Linked DNA regions of Mus musculus: regions 1 and 2 are each linked to region 3. A link is a contact called in public promoter capture Hi-C data. All regions are on one chromosome and are shown on one strand. Each heading gives the region's core, a stretch centred on a gene start, on an enhancer-like site or on the middle of the called end of the contact. The rest is flanking DNA. Distances are from core to core; before and after follow the strand shown. Region 1 holds the start of Clmp (CXADR-like membrane protein). Region 2 holds the start of Bsx (brain specific homeobox). Region 3 holds the start of Ubash3b (ubiquitin associated and SH3 domain containing, B).

Region 1 (4,306 bases), core at 1,538-4,037, 470 kb after region 3:
TGCTCCTTTTTGATGCCTGTCTCTGACTTGAATAGTTGAAGCAACTTAGACCCAGGACATCACAGACTTGAATCTGCTAATAGCCAGCTGAGGTAAAAGCTTAAGAGGAGGTGTGGAGGGAGGTTCAGTGATGTGAATTCACGGCCAGTCATTCTTTCTCTCCTCCCAGTCTTTAGTTGTGAGAGTGCCCAAGAAAGCAAGCATGTGGGGAATTAATCCAGCTGCTTACTTTCCTTATCAAGGAAGTGATTACACCTAGCAAGCACTTAATGAAGAAGAAACAAGGGCTGGAGAGATAGCTCACTTGTTGCTCTTTGCAGAGGACTGGGCTCGGTTCCTTGCACACATCCATACCTCCAAACTACAAACCATTCATAACTCCATTTTTTGGAGGATCTGATGCCCTCCTTAGCCTCCAGGAGCTTCAGGCACATGCACGGTACACATATACACAAGCAGGCAAAACACTCACACATGGAAAGTAAGTACATCTAAAAGTGGAATTAAAAAGCAAATAAAGAAGAAACAGTGAATAAGTATGTCCTCTGATCTCTGCCTCAGTCAGACCCTTTCTCATAAACTGAGAGAATGGCTGCCATCAAGGGTCACATCCAGGCCTACCTACCAGCTGACTCCAACCACTTGAACTAAAGTCACTGTTCATTTTTCATGGCACACCATGTGCAGTCTACCTTCAAATCCCACATCTGTTCATCGTGAGCTTGTGGCTTTGTTGAAGTTACCTGACTTCTGTACACCTTGCTTTCTTCATGTGCAATATGAGTTTAGGCCTACCGGGTATCCAGTAGGGCTGACTCGAAGAGCAGAGGCGTTAATGAACTCATTCACATGAAAGTACTCAGTATAAAAAGGACTCAGAGGCTAGTTGGCTCCAATAAGGTAGTTCTGAGTTTGATTCTACTACACATCTGAGTATTGGTAGCTTAGAGGTGCCTCTGGGAGGCTGACAAAGGTGCCATCTAGCTATGCCAGTTGTGCTGCAACAATTGGCCAATATCTCAAAGAGCTTGGAAAAGAGCCCCTCCCCTTCTCTCCTTGGGCTGTAGCTCTCTCTCTCTCTTTCTATGCCTTAGCAGCTATCAGCCTGGGGGCGGCACACGGGCATGCCAACCAATGTGTAAGTTTTCAGCGACTGTCTACAAGCTGTAGTCACTATGCCAAGTGGCTTTTCAATTCTCCTTCACCTCTGCTGGTTTTTCTGGGTTCCAGCCTCCATCTAATTCATGGAGATACTGGCTCTCAGGCCTGGAAATGCCCGAAAAACGGTCTCATTTTTGGGGGGGGGGGAGCTAAGCAAACAAAGCTCTACATAGGGAGCTGCCCAGAGTCACCTGGCCAGTCAGTTCGGGATCCGCTGGTTACTTCTCTGCCAGCCTCAGGGGGCAACCACGCCTACCCTACTCTGAATGCCTGCTAACTTTGGGGTTTGACTCCAGGTGGACAAGAGCCCTGCTTCTTCACACACACACTTGGACTTTGTTCAGTTGTCTTGCTGCCTTCCAAGGGCCTGGTCCCTCACAGGTTCACAAACCTCCTCCAGCTCTTTCCATGTACCCCTTCTGTGCCCTGGCCCACAAAGCTGCCAGGTCCAGCCCAGGAATGTCAGCCAGCCTGTGTCTTAGGGCACCCCTCCACACCCCCATCCCAGCCTCAGGAGACCCGCCTGGTCCTAAATGAGGACCACCCAGAAGGGCTCTTTCTGCCCCGGAGCCAGGTTCAGGAGGGGCAGAATATGCTTTTCCCTCTGTTGCCTCCTTTGCTGCATTGGTTTCAAGGACTCCAGGCTCCCTTCTCTCAGGCTTGTCTTCACATTCCTGTCCTCCGTTCTCTCTGCTTCTCTGGCTCTTTCTTTCTCTCCTTCCCTGGGTCGCGTTCAGCCTGCATCTTCTGGGGTCACCTGGCTTTTTGGTGCTTCTTTCACCCTGCCCTGTTTCCCTCTATACCCTTCTCTTCTTCCTTCTCTCCTCCCTCTCCCTCCCTCTTCCCCTTCAACACATCTGTTTCTAATCTGAGCGCTCAGAGGCGCCTGTTTGAAACAAAAAGCTCCCCCCACCCTCAAAACCTGGCACAGAAAACCCTGGATGAACCTTCCCTCCCCAGCTCTCCACTTTCCCCTGGTACTCCTGAAACCAAACCACGCGCTTGAAAAGTACCCTCTCCACGAAACGGTTCTCCGCCAAACTCCACCAGGAAACGCCCCCACCCCGTAGCTGGCTGGAGGGCCCAGATGTGTGAGACATTTCGATGGCCGACTGGGCGGTCCTCGGCTGCCAGATGCGCCCCTCGGTGGCGCGGAGGCAGAGACCGAGTGGTTGCCGCACTCCGGGACTGCGGGGACCACGGTGCTGAGGGCGGGTCTCCACCCAAACGCAGGGTGGCGTTTCCCCAGGGCCATCCAAACTCCCGCCCTCCCCAAGGCACTCACCTAGCCAGAGGAAGAAGAGGGACATCCCGATCTCCGGACACGGGCACTTCCCGGCTCAGCGCAGCCTGGCTGCAGGGCGACCGAGCCCAGCCGACGGACCTTCTGTGAGCAGGGCGCGGCGCCTCGGGGTGCGCGCGGGGGGCTGCAGCCATGTGCGGGCGCTGGCCCCGCGCCCGGGTCCCCTGCGCGCTGCGCTCCGGGGGCACCGAGGGCTTCTAGCCCTGGCTCCACCAGCTCGCGCCGGGACGGGGGCCGGGCCCAGGGTTAGGGAGGAGAAGGCGAGGCGGCAAGGAGCTACCGCTTCGTGGAACACTTTTCCCTGTTTGGAAAGAAAACCGACTGGAGAAAGAGGAAAAAAAATGAGCTGGAACCACACGGCTGCCTCCTACCGCAGCCCCTCCCTCCATCCCTCCCCTCGCCCTCCCTTCTCTTCGCTCCCGCCCTCCCTCTCTGCGTTTGGGGTTAGCTGCTGGGGCTGCTTTACCTCCCACCCGGGAGGGAGGGCCGCGGCCCGGGGTGATCGAGGGGGGCGCTCGGTGCCAACTGATGCGGTGCAGGAGAGAATCCGCAGCACTTGGGCCAAGAACCGGTGGATGCGGCCTTTTCAATTCTGTCTTTTTTCTCCTTGATCTCTCTAATCTCTCTGCTCTTTTGTATATTTTTGTCTCTCACAATGCTTTATGCCTCTCTCTCTCTCTCTCTCTCTCTCTCTCTCTCTCTCTCTCTCTCTCTCTCTCCTCCCCCTCCCGAGGATGACTGGGGTGGTGGTAGACAGGGTCGCACTCTGTAGCTCTTTGTTGGTCTGGAAGTCTATGTAGACTAGGCTGGTCTCGAACTCACATAGATATACCTAGTGCTGAGCGCATCACTACACCAGATCTTGTTCCCTTTCTTGCTCTTGTCTCCTCCTTTCTTCCTCTCTCTTCTTGTTTCCCCCAGCCTCTTATTTCTCTTCTCCTTCCAGGTCTGGTTAGGTCGGTATGAAATCACTAGGGGCACCATATAAATAGTTTGTGCAGTACTGGGTTATTAAAACAGTTCTTCAGGCTTCCTTGTTTGGACCCTTTGCGGCTCACATGTGGCCTTTGCATTTGCTATTCATAGTCAAGTGCTGTTAAATCCGCATAGAGCTGAGCCTGCCACTCTCCTAGAGAAGTGGGAATCCAGAGTTCAAGGAAACAGTGATGCCTTAAGCTGAGGCGGGAGGATAGTCAGGAGTTCACATCCACCCTGGGCTATTTAGTGAGTTCCATGACAGCCCGAGCTAAGTGTAACCAGCCTTGCAGGGATAAAGAAGTTAGCGCTAGACACTTGCATCCTTCAGCCTGTCCATCAGACTATTAAAATAATGAATCCCAATAAGCTGGACTCCCCCCCCCCCCGCCCCCAATCTCATGTTGGGAGAAGGAAGAGTCTAATGCCTGGGTCAGCCAGAGAGAAAACTTTTTCCTTGAAAAGAATTTACAATTTGTCAGACCAACTTACTAGAGAGACAGAAGCAGGTGATGGGCAGACCACTTCCTGATTGGGAATCTGTTAGATATGAACTTGGGTTCTACTTAAGCCTTAGTCCAGAACACAGAAGATGGATTGGGGCAGCGGGCCACTGTATCTCTCTCCCTCTTCTCAACGAGGCTGATGAGATTGAATAAATCTCCTTTTTCTGTCCCACGAACACTGCATTGGAGGTGGGCAGAGGGCAAGAGACTGGTGGGCCCCCAGAGGAGAGCCTGGAGCCAGTCGCCCTTGGTGCTTAACCTCCTGTGAGGAAGGACCAGAGAAGAGAAGAGCAGCAGGGGCTGCTCAGGGCTCAAGGGCTCGGAGCTCGTCCTGGCACCTTTCCTGGCACTGCAGAAAAGA
Region 2 (4,093 bases), core at 1,339-3,838, 280 kb after region 3:
GTGACTTGGAGGTGACAGCCGAATCAAAGTGATTTTCCCTCTCCAGTAGAGCCGGGTAGGTAAGCCTAATGTAAAAATTGGGTATAAATTCTGTCGGATCTTGGAAACATGCTGAAAGGCGAGGAGGGAGGATCATTTGTACTTGATCCTTGTGGAACTACTTCAGAGTTGAGGAGGGAAGAGCAGGACGCAGAATCCGGGGCATCCTCCCGACTCCTGCTCACCTGAGTCTCTGAGAGGCTGAGGGCAGTGGCCAGCTCCACACGCTCTGGCGTCGACAGGTAGCGCTGGATTTCGAACCTTTTCTCCAGGCCGGAGAGCTGCGAGTCAGAAAACACCGTGCGAGCTTTGCGGCGGCGGCAGTGCTTCCCGGGCAACTCCGCGTGCTGCGGGTGCGGGAACAGCGCCGGGACCGGCATCCCTACAGAGACAAGAGCAGTCTGACGGACAGAGCCCGCATTCGGAGGAAGCATCCTCCATCCTCCCGCTCCACTCCATCCCAGCGCCCAGCGTTCCCTCCCTCTCTCCTACTTGCTCCAAAGCTCCTGGAACCCATCTCTCAATAACAGCCGGAAGAGGAGCCACAAAATAGCGCTTGGGGATCTTTTCCTAGAAGGCCATCCCAAAATTCAAATAAAAAACAGCAAAGAAAACAGAAAAGAAAAATAGATAAAAGATCTAGAGGCCCTTTAAAAAAAAAGAAAGAAAAAAGAAAAAATATATCTTTCTGGGGAAACTTCTTCAGAACCTGCGCACACTTCCAGTTATCTGTTAGGCCTTCAAAGTTTGCTTGCAAAAGTCCGAAGTTGGACAAGGATTGTCCACCTGCATCTATCCAGACCCCTACCAACAAACACTGAGTACTGTGCTATGCGGTTAATAACTCAACTCTAAAAAGCACCTTTTTCCTGGTCGTTCTCATCCTTCCATCAACCAAATACAGCGCGAAAAAACGCATATTCCGAGAAACTGTGGCGCTGGCCCGTGACATTTCCTTGTCAGTAGCAGGGTTGCCCTGGAGACCCCACTCCCTAGTCTGATCCTAAACCATTTCTCTCCGACTCCGAGCCCAGCATCAGGAGAGCTGAGCGACTTTTCGCTGGATGCTTCCGTTTCGCGACCCTCTCAGCTTTACCTGGTATATTAGGCGCCCCAAGCATCCGGGCCTCAGACACCAGTATCTGCCAATGCCCAGGAGAGGAAAACGACAATCAAGCATTTCAGCACCATGAATTTTGCCCAACACCAGTACTGGGAAAAGAGTATATTTTCAGGCAGGTGTCAAAGCCAGGGAGCAATGCTGATTTCTCCAGGAGCCTTAAGATCGCGCCTCGTTAACCTAGAGCTTTTGAGCGGGTTTTACTGTCCTAGACTTTCAGCACTTTTTTCCTGGATTTGAGTGCCTGTATTCCATACATCGTCTGCCCCCTTCCCTCAGCCCCCACTAGAACCAGCTTACTACTGTGCTCAGCAACTGAACTAGAAGATTTCTCTGTGTGGCTGGACTGGAAATGCTAGGGAAGAAAGTGTTCGTGCAGACTGAGAGAAACAAATAAAGGAACACAATGCAGACATCCCCCAGCATTTGCAGGCCCAGTCTTACTTTACCAATCCCCACTCATTGTCAAACAGTAAATCTGAAATATTTCAGCGACTCCAGCAACTGGGCCAGAGCAAGGAAGCCAAGCAGACTGCTTATGAGTTAAATGTTGAACACGGGAAGTGAAGGTCATTGGAGAACTGCAGCTCCCTTCTGCCCCGACCCCTTCCTGCCAGTGGCAGACTACCCCCGGCCCTCCCTCACTTCTATGTCTCCTGCAGAATCTGCAAATGTTCCTGACCCAACCTAGCAGAAGAGAGCGGGCCAGGTGAAGCCTTTTCATGCCCCCCACACACACACACACACTGGAAAGTTCAGTGCCATTTCCCTAGGTCAAGATGGTTGAGGAACCCTCCTGACGTGGAGGAAGTTTAGAAGTGGCATTGAGAGATGAGCCAAAGTTGCCTGGAAGAAACACTGCCCACCAGGAATATGATCACATCTATCTACTCCAGCTTCCTCTGGCCAGACACAATCCCTGTCTAGTTATACAAACTGTGAAGTGACCAGAAATTGCTCCCTTCCGTTGGCCTGCTTCAAGGGAGCTCTCAACCATGTCCCTAACCTTCCACTGCTACCGAAGGAGAAGACCACCGGGACTGATATAGTCTCTGCTCTGGGGGATGAAAAAAAAAAAAAGCCCACTCCCTACTCCTAGAGGCCTCTGTTACTTACCTGAGGTGGTCAGGAAATAAGGATGGTGGTGATCTCCCTTATGCAGAGGATGATGAGCGTGAGGGGTGAGGAGGGTGGGTGTGGGCATAAGGGGGTAGCCATAGTCTAGCAAAGGCACCCTAGAGGCCAGAGAGCTGGCAAAGTGGTCAGGGGCCACTTCCCTCAACGGCTTGGGCTTGTGTAGCAGAATGTCCTCGATGAAAAACGACGTGGGCCTCTGAGAAGATGCTGGATGAAGAGGGGAAGTGAAGTTGAGATTCATCTTGCAGAGCGCCTGTCACAGGGCGAGGGCCCGGACAAAGTGCAGGAAGCAAACAGCTTCCCGGCAGGCCTACTCAAGAGCCTGCAGCTGCTCCTGATCGCCCAGGCTCAGATCCCGGCAGCTATACGGACCTGGGCTATCCCCGGCGCTTGTCTTCTTGCCTCTCCAGCGCCGGGGTAGGTTGGTTCTGTGTGTTGGAGAATTGGCAGCTTGGAGAGGGGAGCCCGGCGAACCAATAGGGAGGCTGCAGAGGCAGAGGGGAGGGTGGGGTGGGCTCGGGGCGGGGCGGGGATCTGTCCGCGGTGCTGAATGCGTCTGGCCAAGCAGGGAGTGCTGAGCCCAATGGGTTCCTATACGGTTTCTAGACCCCAGTTTCTACCCCTCTCCTGCAAGCGCTGCCTCCTGTGTTCCGTCTTTTTAAAAGACGGAAAATGATTTTTTTTCACCGTTGTTTAACGACCTGCCTCTTAGAGAGAACACCAAGAGAGTCCCAATAGCCTAGGATTAAAGCACTTAACTCAAGCATTTGAGCCAGTTTGTTGTCTTTTAAAGAGTTTCAGTAATCGAAAGCAAAAGGAAAAGAGAAGTGAAGAAATGAAGATGCACTCTGTCCGCTACACCAAGTTGCTAGAGTTAGATTAAATTGACAACAGGGATGATTGAATTGTTGGGGGAAATAAAGATGACAGGTGGAAGATTCTTTATCGGGAATTTAAGGAGTGGACAGAGGGGGTCTATGTGCATCACAGACTTGGTCATTTTAAATCTGTCCGTAGTCACCTTTCCCTGCCGCCCTCCTGGCTGCTCTTCACTTCAGTCTTACAGTTCTTTGCTATTTCTGCCACATCACCAGTTCCAGCTACAGGGTCCCCATCACTGTGTTAGATTTTATTCCCTCTCTTTTTCCTCTGCCTCTTTCCTTACTCTTCTTTCCAATCTTTTCCTTTTTTTTTCTGTTTGTCTTTTTCTAATCTGTCACATTTATTTCCCTGGAGTCAATTTGCTAAAATTAAGGTGATCATCTACAGCACAGCAGGAGTAATTTGGGCTCGCATCTCTGAAAATTGCTCTAATTATTGATGTTAAATTCGGGGAAATTAAAAGAAGCCACTTCTCTTCCATCTCCTCATTTTTAAGCTCTAATTTGTTGATATCTAGTCGTCATCACAATTCCAATCACTACAGCTAATAGCAAAAGTGTTTTAACAGAGACTGAGTCCTCACAACCCATGCTATTAGATAATTAGCAGAGGTGCTGCGAAGTCAAGTGTTAATCCTCGGGCGCTGCAGTAGGATTTCCATCTGATCTAGCAGGTAGAACAAATTAATTACCAGAATCAATTAGGCCCCAAACTTCAGTGCTCCGGGAAGTGGGAGTGTCCTGTACCACCCGGACACACTGGTAAGCAGATAGGGGGAGGAAACAGAGGAAGGAAGCCTGGCAGCAGCCAGTGAAAGGAGAGCTTGGTAAGGGACCGAGACCACTTAAATGAAGTCAGAAGTGTTCCTCTTTGTCTGGAAGGGGACTTGTGTCTTAAAGTTTGTAATTGTAGGAA
Region 3 (4,173 bases), core at 1,625-4,124:
ACTGATGCGTCAGCTCTGTCATTGTGCAAGCCCTCCCCCCCCACCCCCACCCCCACCGCCTCCTCCTTCCCCACAGCTATAAGATACACTGTCAGATGAACCCTCATTCTTCTTCCTCCTTTGTAACATAACAATATGGATGTTTATAAAGCTTCTCCTCGCCTCTCAAAGCCAATGCAATTAAAGCACAATGCATCTTCATTGCCAGCCCTCTAGCCCTGTGCCCAGCAAATAGCAGCGTCCCAATTAAAATAAGTCCAGGCACTGAGCTGAGGAAGGGTGAGGAGCCAGGCTGGGACTTCTGCAAAAACTGCCCTCAGACAGAACAGAAAGCAGTTTGCCCTGAAGGTGACAGGTTCTCAATAGCGGCCTTTGCTGGCTCCTTGCAACTGTTTTGGGGCCCATCATTTTCTCTGCCCTGCAGTTTTCCAGAGGCAGGGAAAAGCAACTGAAGCAAACTGTCCAGAGAAACAGCTCCAACAAACGGTATCAAGGGGCACAGAAGGCAATCACACAGAGCATGGGAGGCATGGGGAGGGGGGCAGAGGTCTGCAATAAAAACACTTGGAAGGAGGCTGATGCAGGAAGATCTTCAGTGTGAGGTTAACCTGTGCTACACAGGAAGACTGCCACAAACAATAGACAGACAGAAAGAAAGACAGACAGACAGACAGACAGACAGACAGACAGACAGACAGACTCAACTGTCTTATGGTTTGGCATCCTCTTTGTCGTCAAAACAGTAAGTGGTTGTTGGCTTACTATGAAAGCTTATTTTTATCAGACTTATTCATTTTATTTTATGTGTCTTTTGCCCACATACATGTCTGTGTACCACATGCATGTTTGGTGTTCACGGAGGTCAGAAGAGGGCATCGGACTCCGTGGAACTGGAGTTACAGAAGGTTATGAACTATCCTGTAGGAGTTGGGAATTGAACCTGGGTCCTCTGCAAGAGCAACAAATGCTCGAGAGGGATGAGCCATCTTTCCAACACACCCCCTCCCCCAAAGTTGGAATTTAAGAAGAAAACTTGGCGCAGTGAGATGGCTCAGAAGAACACTGAAGATCTGAGTCCCGTCCCTGGGATTCACACAGTAGAGGGAGAGAACTGATTCCGGCAAATTATCTTCTGACTTCCACACCCACACTGCTGTGCTCTTGTAAAGACACACACACACACACACACACACACACACACACACACACAGAATAAAAAAATAAAAAAAATGTAAAAGAAAATATCACAATGTAACTTTAAGCTCTTGCATTGATAGAAAGAAGTTCTTAGCAAGAAGACAGTACATACCTAGGACATGGGTGCAGGTTTCTCAAGAGAGAGTCACTTCAGCATCCGGCCAAAGCACAGACAGAATGAGCCACACATGCACAACCCTAAGGACAGCACCATTATCTAGTGAGGGCTCACTAAACTGGAGCCGCTGTTCTGTGCACAGCTTTGGATGCACAAAGTGCTGCCATAGACAGTATTTTCTCTTGATTGAAATCCAGATCATCTGGCTCAAGCCCAGATATCTGAAAAAAAAAAAAGACTTTAGAATGCTGGGTACTGTCCAGTAGACTTTCCTGAACACATCCCAAGGAGGCTAGTCTATGGATTATGGTTTTCTAAGCTGCTTCCAACCACTGCCTTAGCTAGACATTTCCTCTGCTGGGAAGAAGAAACTCCCCCACCTAGGAAATGTGAATTGCCCTTGGTCTCTTTCATAACACTAGGCAGAAATATGCAAATTCCTACCCAGGCTTCCTCTGTCTCACCTTCCCACTTCCAAATGCCACGGATACTCTGAAGAAACACCAGTGGAGGATGGGAGGTCAGGGGATTAAACTTTCATTTTCTTGGGTGCCTTATAAAGCAACATTTAAAGCTATGGCGAGGGCTTTATCCATCTTGGTCACCCTCCTCCCCCTTCCCTGCACTCTAAGTAGGCAAGCAGGAAAGAGCTTTAGTGCCTGGGGAATCTGGAGCTACCGACTACCCCTGTATAGATGGGACTACGAGGATGTTGGGGGTAGAGGTAACCCATTTGGGGGAAGAGGTGACCTGTTCGGGGCACCACGGGGAGTCAAAGTTCCATCTCTTCACGCTGGAGCTCTTCAGTTTTCCTCTGTCCCTCTGAGCTGAATTTTCTCATCTCTAAAAAAACGAGGCTATACAGGTAGGCATCCTCAAGGGCGCCATAAAAGGCCCATGAGTTAATTCAGCCATTATGCTCAGCACAATCATGGGCACACAAATGGATCCAATAAACATTAGGTATTATCATTGTCGTCATCATCATCATCATCACTCCCCCCGCCCCCACCCCCCCACCCCGAAAGAAGATCTGTGCCTCTTCTATTACACCAAATGGGATTGGTTCTTGATTGAGAACAATGCCTTTGTCTCCAGGTGATCAAGCTTTAACAGGCAACAGCAGTAATGACTTCTGTTCTTTGAGGTGGAGGTTGCTGGTCCTACTGGGGTGGGGGTGGGAGCTCACTTGTGGCTCCTATGCAGCAGGGATCCCGACTCCCGACTCAGAACCCTTTTATAGACAGGGTGCGCACTCACTCATGAAAGTCAGCTCTTTCCATTCGGAAGTGCTATAATTAGTGTCCTTTCTCTGTTCCTTCTCCTTCTAGCTCCTAGCCTTTCATTTCTCTGCTTCCCCTCCCTTTTTTCTTCCCCTTTCTCTTCTCCCTTCCTTCCTGGCCTTTGCCCTCTCAGGTCCTTCCATTTCCAAGAATCAGAGGCCCTTTTCCAGAAGTCGCTGTCCAGTCAGTCACTGAGGGCTGTGAGGTACTCGGCCTACAGTGATGTAACAACTTTGTAACTTTAGCGAGATCAATTTGAAGTGACACCTTTTCCCGGGTCTTATGGCTTAGCCTTCTGGACCTCTCCTCCATCCGTGCAGAGGGTTTCCATTACTGACCTCGCCAATGATCAAATGAAACGTGAAATGGGCTATTCTGAAGCCCGGAGGCCCAGATGGATCGATATGCAAGCCAAGGGCAGAGCTACGGCTCTGCGAATCCAAGCACACTGGCCTACTTCTGGAGACCTTCTGTCTAGAAGCAATTCCTACTATGGCTGGCTGTAATCCAGCCAGCCCAGCTTGGGCCGGCGCGGGCGCTTTAAGAGAGGGGCGGGGCCCGGCGCAGGCAAGGCAGGGCCTGCCCACAAGGCTGCTTTTCCTTTTTGATCCATTCAAAAATTACTCATTGCAAATTCCCGGACAGCTCGGGGAGGAGAAGCTGGTGGGGCGGAGGACAGAGAAGGCTGCAGCGGCGCAACGCTGGGACTCCGGGACCCCGCGGGCTGAGGTCGGACCCGCAGCAGCCACCGGCCCGCGCCGAGCTCCAGTGGCCTCTCCAGGAAGCGTCAGTCTCCGCCCGGAGATCTGGGAGCACCGCCCCCACCGTCCTCCCCGGACCCCCAGTCCCCGGCGCGCGGGCGATGGGCGGCCACTGAGCGGGCACTCGGCACCGCGACCCCAGCCCTCGGCATGGCCGCGCGCGAGGAGCTGTACAGCAAAGTCACCCCGCGCAGGGACCGCCTGCAGCGCCCGGGCACAGTCAAGCATGGGTCGGCGCTGGACGTGCTCCTGTCCATGGGCTTTCCCCGCGCCCGCGCGTAAGTCACCCGCCTGGGCCCCGCGACCCTCGACTTCGCTCCGGCTCGCCATCCTGGCGCTGCCTGAAACCTGCTTAGGGGAACACGATGGGCGCGCTGGCGGCGGGAGTGTCGGGCTAGGGGATTGCTTGGGGATGCTGGACGGCCGGGGTATCAGGTTCGAATCCCGGGTTTCGCTGGTAGCTCTGGGCGGTTCGCGCGCGCTCCCCCAGAGGTCTCTTATATTAAGCCCGGGAGAGGCGGGTCCCTTGGAGGACTTGGATCCCTTATCCATCCAGAGTGGTGAGCTGTTTGGGAGCGGAGGTTAGGGGTCGGTCTACTGGTGGCTGGCGAAAGGCGAGGGGCAGCGGGGCAGGGTGGCCGGCGCCCCCGCTGCAGAGGCTTCCAGCTCCGGATGTCGCTCTTGAGCTCCCGGCTCCCTCCGGAGTGGGAGGAGCGGGAGCGTGGGTGTCGCTGCGTGTTCATTGATAAGAGAGGATGGAATGGGAAGAAGTGATTCCTCCAGGGGACCAGGGTTCTCGTCAGTGGTGACGGCA

What was found. Promoter capture Hi-C pulls out the DNA fragments that hold promoters and counts their contacts.
Region 1: a promoter capture Hi-C map of liver shows a contact between it and region 3, with 4 times the contacts expected there. The contact joins the promoter of Clmp here to the promoter of Ubash3b in region 3. A contact is called at or near these places in 6 of 39 promoter capture datasets (cranial neural crest, frontonasal cranial neural crest, hippocampal neurons and 2 more).
Region 2: a contact with region 3 is called in a promoter capture Hi-C map of embryonic stem cells, with 22 read pairs. The contact joins the promoter of Bsx here to the promoter of Ubash3b in region 3. A contact is called at or near these places in 3 of 39 promoter capture datasets (the C10 cell line and embryonic stem cells), 1 of 484 Hi-C or Micro-C datasets (embryonic stem cells), 8 of 115 datasets of contacts at active chromatin or transcription factors (embryonic hindbrain, embryonic stem cells, microglia and 1 more) and 1 of 9 other capture datasets (pancreatic islet).

The regions. Positions count from the first base shown.
Region 1 is chr9:40,684,500-40,688,805 of GRCm38.p6, reverse strand. Clmp (CXADR-like membrane protein) reads right to left here and starts at 2,787. Exons shown (of 7, transcript NM_133733.5): 1 at 2,447-2,787. The coding sequence starts at 2,471.
Region 2 is chr9:40,872,622-40,876,714 of GRCm38.p6, reverse strand. Bsx (brain specific homeobox) reads right to left here and starts at 2,588. Exons shown (of 3, transcript NM_178245.3): 1 at 2,276-2,588; 2 at 225-421. The coding sequence starts at 2,537.
Region 3 is chr9:41,156,763-41,160,935 of GRCm38.p6, reverse strand. Ubash3b (ubiquitin associated and SH3 domain containing, B) reads left to right here and starts at 2,874. Exons shown (of 14, transcript NM_176860.6): 1 at 2,874-3,637. The coding sequence starts at 3,510. It overlaps Gm35657 (a long non-coding RNA gene), which reads right to left and starts at 2,293. Exons shown (of 8, transcript XR_870644.1): 1 at 1,310-2,293.